Regions from separate parts of the Gossypium hirsutum genome. Here region 1 is linked to region 2. The links are chromatin contacts, called in public Hi-C maps. All regions are on one chromosome and are shown on one strand. Each heading gives the region's core, a stretch centred on a gene start, on an enhancer-like site or on the middle of the called end of the contact. The rest is flanking DNA. Distances are from core to core; before and after follow the strand shown. Region 1 holds the start of LOC107944720 (60S ribosomal protein L9). Region 2 holds the start of LOC107951386 (transmembrane protein 120 homolog).

The links. A called contact is a pair of places that touch in the nucleus more often than the background predicts.
Region 1: a Hi-C map of leaf shows a contact between it and region 2, with 5 times the contacts expected there. The contact joins the promoter of LOC107944720 here to the promoter of LOC107951386 in region 2. A contact is called at or near these places in 13 of 34 Hi-C or Micro-C datasets (anther, callus, hypocotyl and 2 more).

The regions. Positions count from the first base shown.
Region 1 is chrA02:41,911,060-41,916,546 of Gossypium_hirsutum_v2.1, reverse strand. LOC107944720 (60S ribosomal protein L9) reads left to right here and starts at 3,747. Exons shown (of 3, transcript XM_016878547.2): 1 at 3,747-4,238; 2 at 4,716-4,838; 3 at 4,938-5,178. The coding sequence starts at 3,864. The coding sequence ends at 5,024.
Region 2 is chrA02:41,576,524-41,581,625 of Gossypium_hirsutum_v2.1, reverse strand. It overlaps LOC107951386 (transmembrane protein 120 homolog), which reads left to right and starts at 2,590. Exons shown (of 11, transcript XM_016886433.2): 1 at 2,590-2,768; 2 at 2,860-3,111; 3 at 3,209-3,287; 4 at 3,398-3,492; 5 at 3,785-3,889; 6 at 3,975-4,054. The coding sequence starts at 2,881. LOC107951385 (probable methyltransferase PMT18) reads left to right here. Exons shown (of 7, transcript XM_016886427.2): 3 at 1-60; 4 at 268-478; 5 at 619-916; 6 at 1,025-1,492; 7 at 1,579-2,095. The coding sequence ends at 1,807.

The DNA.
Region 1 (5,487 bases), core at 2,498-4,997, 330 kb before region 2:
TATTTATAATTTTTTATTTTATATTGTTTTTGCATATATTAAAAATATTATGTTAAATTCAAATTCATTACAACGTCATTTTTTAATTACATGAGTACTAAATGAGTATTTTTTATTTAAAAATGTGACAACAACAAAATTGACAAAAAAAATTAACGATGTGAATAATTGGACTTGATTTTTAAATTTGAAAAGTAAAGGGACTAAATTCTTGAAAATAAAAGTATAAAGACTAAATTACAAATCTATGAAATGTACATAAACTTATGACATATTTTAACTTTTATACTACAAAACATTTATTATTAATATATTTATAATTGTCATAAATATATATTATTAAAATATTAAAATTAAATATTTTCAATAATATGTGAATAATATTATTTAAAATTTATTATTAAAATAAAATTAAAATATTAAATAATTTATTAAAATAATAATTTATATTTATTATATGACTAAATATAAATAATTAAATATGTATGTTTAATAATATTAAAAAATATAATATTTTAAATATTTTTAAAAAAATAAAATTTATTATCAATATAATAATATTAAGTTTGATTTAAGTTAATTTTTATATAAAAATAAAATTATCTATAGAGAAAATCTTTTCCGGAAAATAACTTACTTATTTCAAAATGGCAAATCATTTTACAGGAAAAATAGCTTATTTTATCTTAACCTATAAGTCATTTTCCGTTGACCAGGCAGTTTTCTACGAAACAAATACAGAAAAATGCAAAAAGCATTTTCCATAAAATATTTTACATGTAAATAAATGAACCCTAAATTCAATTTATCGTTTTTCTATCAAAATAAATTATTTATAGTTTAAACAATTACATTCTTTTATTTAATGGTTCCATAAATTTATGATTATCGAAACAAATATAGATTCGAGTAATTGTGGGGTTCTCCTACAACAATTTTTTCTTCATTTCTATCAAGGTAGGATTTCTTCATTTGTCTATCCTGCAATCAGGTTCGATCTAAAAAAAAAAAACCAGCTAGGTTTAGGGTTTTCACAAGCTAGTTCGAGTAATTGGCGCCTTATTATGATAGGAAATCGATTAAAAATTTACTTGGTATAGGAGGCGCTTCAACGTAGTCCACAACATGTAACTCAAGATGAGATTCTTTCACATGCTAGAGTTTACATACTCTAGTTAATAAAATCTAAAAAAAAAAAATTAATAAAACAATTCATTATTTATCTCCCATTAAATTAATTCTCAATCAATCATATAAATGGAGATCAAAGGAGATCAAAGAATTTGATATATTTATAAAAAGCTATGTAAGTCATCAAAATAAAAAAAAATAATGAATAAATGATTACCTTATGATTTTGTAATTGTACGTATGATACCAAAAACACGTATCTCTTTTATTCAACTTTTTATTCTTATTAAAAAAAACATAAGCAAATGCTATAAAATATATGACAATATAAATGTTTATATCTAAAAAAAATTAAGAGAAATAATAATTGTGACCATATAACTTATTCGAAGAATTATATTACATTATATTAATTAATTTTTTGTAGCTTTTTTGGATGTACCAAGATCCAAAGATTTCTGGCATACTACTAGTGGATGTAAGTATGCATAACCAAGTTTTTAACATGTGCACACTACTTTTATGCTTATCCGTCATTTATTAGAATCAAAGTGATTATATTTTATTTGCATAATCAAAGAAATTCTATTAGATCTAACCAACTTCAATACCTATCTTATTTTTTATTTGCATTTTAAGAAAGAGTGCAATTAGATAATTATTCCTGATGAGAATGTTAACATCCAACCAATTATGCTTTGATCAATAATGGTAATTTTGCACCATTTAACCTTATTACAATTGGTTTAAGGCCCACGATGAACCACATTTATATTAGTCAGGAGAGCATCATCAACTTCTGAAAAATGGGTATTATTAAGTCGTTGGAAGAGGAATATGCAAGCGTGTGTTGAACCTGACGAAGTCGTCCAACCTGACAGGCGAAGTATCCACCGCCTTGTGGCTGAGCCACTCAAGCTGCCCAATCGCCCAAAGCTACTGAACCTGTCCAAGTTGTTGAACCTATGCAACCGGACAAACATGTCAATCTTCCAAATGAGAAATCTGGCTTTAATATACTAGATCAATCGAACTTGTTAACTACTAGGAGTTGAGAGACCCTATAAGCAATTGGCTAATATGCAAGAGTTGAGGTTTGGTGGCGAATTTTAGAATCCGAGGTGAGTCGAGAGATCGTGAGTATCTAAAGTTAACAATGGATAATTCCTGATCAATTTGACTAAGCCTAATCATTAGTTTCTAATTAAACTAATCAACCACTACATTTTACACTTGAGAGGAAAGTTTTTAATTGAGATTGTTTTAGTTCAGTAGTTTAAACAATTTTGCTTTGTTTTTTTAGTAATTAGAATAAAATTCCTTTAAGTCGGTCTGTTCATAATCATGAATTTAATTAGATTAGTAATTTAGGTTAATAATTATAAGTATTCAAAACCTAAATTTGAAGTAAATTATTTTCTTTTGGATTTGATTATTAGAATACTTTCATCCAAGTATCTATTGTATTATAACTTAACAACAACTGCACACCTGCAGCTTCAAATGACAATAAATTTAAATAGTACTTTAAGACACACTCAATAATTATTAGGTTCTTTGCATGTGCCAAATAATATTTTCTTTAGAAAGAGGCTAGGCATATATTATATCTTAGGTTGGATGCGCAAAGAAACCTATAAGGCAAAAAGAAATCCACAAGGAAGTTTATGCTTTGAAATGTTGTCTAATGCTTAAATAAGAAGAGGTAACAAAAAAAAAATGAAAAAATGAGTTTTTTTTTTCAGAATAAGTGAATAACGGTAAGACCAAGGGCAAAACTAGAAAATTACTTTGGGACAAAGATAAATCATAATTTTTTTAGGAGAGAGGAAGTGAAGAGAAAATTTATTATTATACTAATTTTTAATTATTAAAATTTTGAACGCATCATAAGAAAATTTTACCATTTTTGGGGTGGAGGCAGGGCTATCGCCTTCCCCTGTCTACACATTGGGTAAGGTTGGAAAAGATAGCCTTTAGCTACTCTAGGGCTACTAATTACATGAGAATTGCACGGGCCAAATTATCCCTTGCACACTTAAATTATTATACATTTTGGTCATTATTCACAATTATTATTATTATTTTTAAATAATTTCATTATAGGTTCTGATCAAATCTACTTAACACAATACTTAAAATTACTTATAGTTCCTCCCTAATCTATAAACAAGATAATAATTCGTTTTAGTACACTCGAACACATGTCCTCTTGTATAGACAACAATATTCATGACAATCGAATTAAGATTCAATCGATTGGTCATTATTCATAATTAAAAATTTAATAAAATGAAATAATAAATTACATATAATTAAAAAATAAGCAACTAACTACAAAAAGGAGTACAAATATGCAAGTGTTTGAAGAAATTCTTAAATAGTTATTACTTGTTATTGAGATTAATGGAATAGTAAATTTTGGTTTAGACAATTTGTTGATTAAAAAAAAAGAGCAACTGAATTAATTAACTTTTGATAAATACACAAGTTTACATTAATTCAATTTATTGCTTATTATCTCGAAAAATAAGCTTTTTAATTGGGCCGGACTCTCACAGCAATCTATTTTTCTCCTCTATTTTCTGCTCTTAACCCTAAAGCCGGCCCAAAACTGAATCCTTATACTAATAAATTATATAACATTACAGCCTTTAAGTTATAGGGTTTTTACACTCTACTTAGTCCCTCCATCGAAGCCGCACCGAGGAAGGAAGCAGAAGGCAAGCAAAATGAAGACCATTCTTTCTTCAGAGACAATGGACATCCCTGATGGGGTTGATATTAAGGTGAAGGCCAAGATGATCGAGGTTGAAGGTCCCAGGGGTAAGCTCATCCGTAACTTCAAGCACCTCAACCTCGATTTTCATCTTATCAAGGACGAGGAGAGCGGCAAACGCAAGCTCAGGATCGAGGCTTGGTTTGGCTCTAGAAAGACTAGCGCCGCCATCCGTACTGCTCTCAGCCACGTTGAGAATCTCATCACCGGCGTCACCAAGGGCTACCGTTACAAGATGAGGTTTGTTTATGCTCATTTTCCCATCAACGCCTCCATCACTAACGGCAACAAGTCCATCGAGATCCGTAATTTCCTTGGCGAGAAGAAGGTCTTCTCTCTCTCTCTCTCTCTCTCTCTCTCTCTCTCCGTTCTTTTAATCTCTTATTGAATCGAAATCACATTGACACTGTTGATTTAATTCCCTTTATTTGTTTTTTTTTGTTTGAATAAGGCATTTATTATTGTTTTTATCATATATTAGGGCTTTTTTTGTTTCATTTTCTTTTTGGCCTATTCAAGCGTACGATGCTGTTGAAATGCTACATTAAGAGCATATGTTGATTCATATATTTTGTTTGTTTAATGTCAACACCCTTAGGACTTGACAACCTAAAATTCTTATATTTTCTGGAGTTCTGGTTGCATTGACTGATGTAGAGAAATGGGCAGGCATTGTTTTTACATCTTGAACCAAATTGTTCATGTTTTAGGGTTCAAGTAACCAAATATGAAACATGTTCAAGAGTTTGATAAGTTCCTTGTATTCCAATGACATTATGTTAACGTTTGCACCGGTGAACATTAGGTGCGAAAGGTGGATATGTTGGAAGGGGTATCCATTGTTCGATCAGAGAAGGTTAAAGACGAGATCGTGTTGGATGGTAACGATATCGAACTTGTGTCACGCTCGGCAGCTTTGATAAACCAGGTAGGCCCTCTGTCGATCCCTTTTAAACACTGAGATTGAAGCTGGAGATGATTGATATTTGGTATTTATCTTGATGAATGTGAATTTTGATTGGAACAGAAATGCCATGTGAAGAACAAGGATATTAGAAAGTTCCTTGATGGTATCTATGTTAGCGAGAAGGGCAGGATCGCTGAAGAAGAATGATTGGTACGGTATCTCTTGTTTCATAGTGTTATAATGCTCTGCTTTGGTTTTCAGACTTTAGATTATAAGGATGTTATCTTATATTTGTTTCATCTTTATGTTTTGCGACATTGAGCTCCTTTCATCAATGACTTGGAATGCAATTTTTCGGCAACCCTTTTGCTGCAATTTAAGAAGGCATGAAAGCCTTTGGTTTAAAGACTTGATTATCATCCAAATTATTGAAAATAAGATAAGATACGATATATTTAAGCATTTTAGGATATATTCTGAAAAAGAATGCTACCATAAACAAATATTTTTTTAAGAAGCCTTACTTGTAATATTTAAAGTTCAAATATGATAATTTGACAATTTTAACCTTATATTTTCAAATAAGTCATTCGCATGCAAGATAAAATAAGAGGTCAAAAGAGCAAACAAACATATCAAGAAGAAATCGAGCGTCGGTAGCACTGTCACC
Region 2 (5,102 bases), core at 1,341-3,840:
GGCAGGCTCATTCCTCTTACCGATGGAACTATTAGAACAGCAATTGATACTGGCTGTGGGGTAAGTAACGAATATCCTTTTCAATTTACTTGCATCTTTTCCCATGCTTCGTAATTTGTTGCTGTCTATTTTGGGCTATAAATCTTTTACAATCATCAATTGCTTTCGACTCCTGTTCTATTACGAAGTCCATATCCACTTTCAGTCTATGTTATTAACTGGTACTTCAATTGCTAGTAATTATTTTCTTCTTTACCCTGGTGTTAGGTTGCAAGTTTTGGTGCTTACCTCTTGAATAGGAATATCTTGACAATGTCTTTTGCTCCAAGAGATACGCACGAAGCACAGGTCCAGTTTGCGCTGGAACGTGGAGTTCCAGCAATGATTGGAATTATGGGGTCACAGAGGCTTCCATACCCCGCTAGGGCTTTTGACTTGGCTCATTGTTCTCGCTGCTTGATCCCTTGGCAAAAATATGGTAAGGGATCTGCACGTCTTTTTTCAAAAATGAGATTAACTCTGTTAGGAAGGTGCAATGACCGTTTTACTACCCTCTATCTCCTTGCTTTATAGGTTTAAAAGTTGTGTTAAGCTAATGGTTTCATTTAATTAGTATAGATGGTTTGTACCTCGCTGAAGTGGACCGGATTCTACGGCCTGGTGGTTATTGGGTTCTTTCCGGTCCCCCTATTCACTGGAAGAAGTTCTGGAGAGGCTGGGAAAGGACACGGGAGGACTTAAAACAAGAGCAAGATGCTATTGAAGATGTTGCCAAAAGCCTATGCTGGAAGAAAGTGATTGAAAAGAATGATCTATCGGTTTGGCAAAAGCCCATTAACCATGTTGAGTGTCTCAGAAGTAAGAAGCTCTTGAAAGCACCGCACATGTGCGAGTCAGATGATCCAGACACAGCTTGGTACTCTCATTGGTGTCCTTCATGTTCTTGTTTCCTCCTTGATACATACTCTGTTATTCATATTGTCCACTGTGGTCTCATTTTCCTTTTGTCATTTGTGCTAAAAAGGTACCGGAATTTGGAAGCTTGTGTAACTCCACTTCCTGAAGTAAGCAGCTCAGATGATGTTGCTGGTGGGGCAATGGAAAAATGGCCAGAGCGAGCATCCGCTGTTCCTCCTAGAATTAGGAGTGGCTCAACACCAGGCATCACAGCTGAGAGATTCGAAGAGGATAATAAACTTTGGAAGGAAAGAGTAGCACATTACAAACGAATCATTAGTCCACTTCCCACTGGACGATATCGGAATATTATGGACATGAATGCTTACATTGGGGGATTTGCAACAGCTATGTTAAATTATCCAGTTTGGGTCATGAACGTGGTCCCTGTAAATTCAAACCATGACACTTTGGGAGTTATTTATGAGCGAGGTTTAATTGGTACCTACCAGGACTGGTGTGAGGCATTCTCAACATATCCAAGAACATATGATCTCATCCATGCTAGTGGCTTGTTTACTTTATACCAGAACAGGTAATGTTATGAGAGGTGGTATTCTCAATCATGAGCACGTAATTCGTAATTGTGGTTGAACTGATGTTATATATTTTTCATTGAAGGTGTGACATCACTTACATCTTGCTGGATATGGATCGGATTCTGAGGCCGGAAGGGACCGTTATATTTAGGGACACAGTGGAGCTGCTTGTGAAGATCCAGAGTATAACAGATGGAATGAGATGGAAGAGTCAGATAATTGACCATGAAAGCGGACCTTTCAATCCAGAGAAGATTCTTGTTGCTGTCAAAACATACTGGACTGGTGAAGCAACTCAAAAACAGCTCTAACTGGGATTTCAATCATCTCTCTTTTCTGCACTTCATTTGTCACAATTTTTCGTCTTGGGAACAGTCAAAATCACTGAAATTTCACCCAAGATAAGGGTAAAAGGGTGGGTTTGATTAAAATTATTGATGGTATAATTTCATTGATGCACTGTAATACTAAGCAGATTCTCTTTGTACTACAAATCTAGCGGATACTGCCATTGTCTTAAGCTAAATAGATATGTACACTGTCTGCAGTAATTGAAAAGTAGGCTCTCTGTAGCCTACCCCTACAGTTTTTGAATTAAATGATCAATCATATACATTGCAATGCGAGATGATAAGGTAGGGATTAGAAGATAAACCTGTTTGTCTTCTTCAAAAGCAGCAGCCACCGCATATTCAAAGAACTGTGGTGCACTGTTGGAAATGTGATCTTAGAAAATAAAATGTTCATTCGAAAGAAAAGCTTAAACAAAAGCTTCTGTAAGTTCTTTCAAATTGGTTTTTCTTCAGCAACTCTTTGTACAGAAGCTTGTAATAGCCCGTAAGGCCAAGGAATCCCCTTTGTTGTAGTTATATTCATCGGAATTGGCCATTGTTGATTTCCAGCCCTTGAGCTTAAACATCAAACTGACCAACTAATGCCAATGGCCATGCAACAGATAATAGGTAGTTGCTAGAGGGTGATAGCCAAGCATTGAAATGAAAATCCTTTGCTTTAGGGGCTCTGCCTGCCCCCATGTGGGGTTATGAAGCTCACTCAATAAAAGGCGAAAGAGACCGTTGGCTAGTAGTGGGCATTGAGGCCAACAAAGGCCAAGGTTGTTCTTGCCAATGCTGCCTGCTAGTCAACTTGGACCCTCTTAGGCTAAAATTTTTCTCAAATAAATGGACAAAATGACGAATAAAATTAAAATAATAATAATAATAATTTGAATGGTGTTGCGTGGGAATGCGGGACAAATTACTCGCGGTCCACGTAATAAAAGAACCAGAAATCCTTTTCCTTTGATTTGCTTTCCCTTTCATGGTACCATCGTTCATTTTAATTTTTTTTTTTGAATAATCAGGAAAAACCCAAGGAGTAGAAAATGGAGAATGTGGAGGAATCGACGAATGAAATGGAAGAAGAAGTAGGGAAGGTGATGGAGCAAGCCAGAGAGTTGCAAGAAGCAGGCGCGGGCCTCATATCCATGATATCCAACGACGAGCAATCTCTTCGCCTAAAGGCGAATTCTCTCGATTCCTCTATTCGCCACCTCCGTTCCTCCATTACTACCGTTCTCTCTCAGAAGCTTTTGGATCCCAAACTTGCAGACAAGGTAAACTCCCCACTTTGCATCTTCTTTTTTCGTTTTTCATTTTCCATTTTTAAATTTGGAAAAAGAAACAAATCCTGAAATTTGGATCTGAAAACAGCTGGAAGAGGATTTACAGACAGCGATATGTATTATAACCGATGGAGACGCTGCTGGTTTTCTTCCTGCCAATGCTCAGGGTATAATAATTTCTTTCTTTCTTTTTTCTTTTAAAATTTTAGTAATTTAATTTTCCTGGTATTAGAGTTATGAATTGATTAATAATGAAATGGAAATTGGGGAATGGCAGGTTGGTATCTAAGGATGTTTCTGGGACCAATCAGTGTTCGTGCATCTCGCAAAGAGATCCAGTTGAAAGCTAAGGAGGAATATAATAGCTACAGAGTAAGCATTACTTCACTATAACTCTCCTTTTCTAAAATTCGATTCTTTGATTGTCTTGTTGTTGGCATCCCAATATGCCCTTCAATTTCACTATTGCATCAACTCAATTTCACATATAGCCTCTTTTTTGCATTTAGTTACCCCTTACTATTGTATATTTAGACATCTGAAAGTTGTAGTATAAGTTTTTCTGATTCATGATCTATCCGTGAATCATTTTTTTATAAGCTAAAAGAGAAGATATTTGAAATTTAACTATATATTCTTAATAAATTCTACCTCCCTTCAACAGGATAGGACTGCCTTAATGTTTATTCTTTTTCCATTAATTTTGCTTATTTTACGATCGTGGATATGGGGAGGATGCTTGCCTGCATTTCCAGTTCAGTTGTACGAGGTATTTTATGAATTATTCCTTAGGGTTTTTGTTTGAGAGTCAGTTCCTTTGTTATTGGTTTAATGCTGAGTATATGCTCTATTAGGCATGGTTGTTGTTCCTTAACACTGGTTTGGCTTTGCGAGAGAACATATTGCGAGCAAATGGAAGTGACATTCGTCCATGGTAATTGCATGCCATCTTTTTTTTTCTTTTCAAATGTTTTCCAAAAGCAAGCATGTTTACTTTCTAGTTTTGTTTTGTATAAATGGAACTTTTTCAAGAAAAATGAATTTGTAGTGTGCAGTAATCTTGAGATTATAGTAACTTGAGAGATGTTTTAATGTCAATGTAAATGGTGACTTGTGGCAAAGATCATATTGGAAAATGTGGAAAATGTGTTCATACTCCTAGCACCTCTCTACTTTTTGTTACTCTTTTATGGGTCACTACATGCTTTTAAATTAGGCTTTCTTGGTTTGTGATGTAATGCCTAGAAAGGTACAACATTGGAAAAAATTCAGAAACTAGTTTCCTTGTTCTGGTGTATGTTTATGCACTAATGTTAATCATCCTTGCCATGTTTTATTTTCCTTTTGGAGTAACCATATCATGTTAATGATTCTCTCATACCCTCAAGTTGGTGGACTTGTGCAATTGTTTAGGACTATTAGATTTGATGGATGCACCGTACAGAGTGCTTGCTTGTGTGTGATTATGTGGGTGTATGGAGATGGGAAGTTAGTGAGTAAGACACTTGAGAAGGTTTGGACATCATAAGATCGTCAAACTGGAAAGAAAGGACTTAAGAAGAGGGAGGTCATTAGTATGGTTTTCTATCTTATTGTAATGATGACATTGTTTCTCATTAAGTTTTGAGCATGGAGTACACCCTCTCAATTGTTGATGTGAAGACATAAAAAGACAATGGTGTCCATTATCTTGCTAACTTTATCCTTTGGTTGCACCATTAGGATTGATTTTATGTTATGGTGGTAAACATTTTTTTATGCTCTAGGTGTTTTATCCATTGTTATTCCTTCCTTTTTGAGATCAAATGTGTAGATCTTCCATTAGGATATGATTATAGGCCTATTGCTCATAGTTTAAAGCTTGGCATGGTCTCTTATCGCACTTAGTTTAAACTTCTTGACTTGTCTCGGGTACAGACCAAATTGGTATGAGAAAGAGTAGAGGTTGTTCTGTACGTGCATTTTACTTGGTATATAGCCCC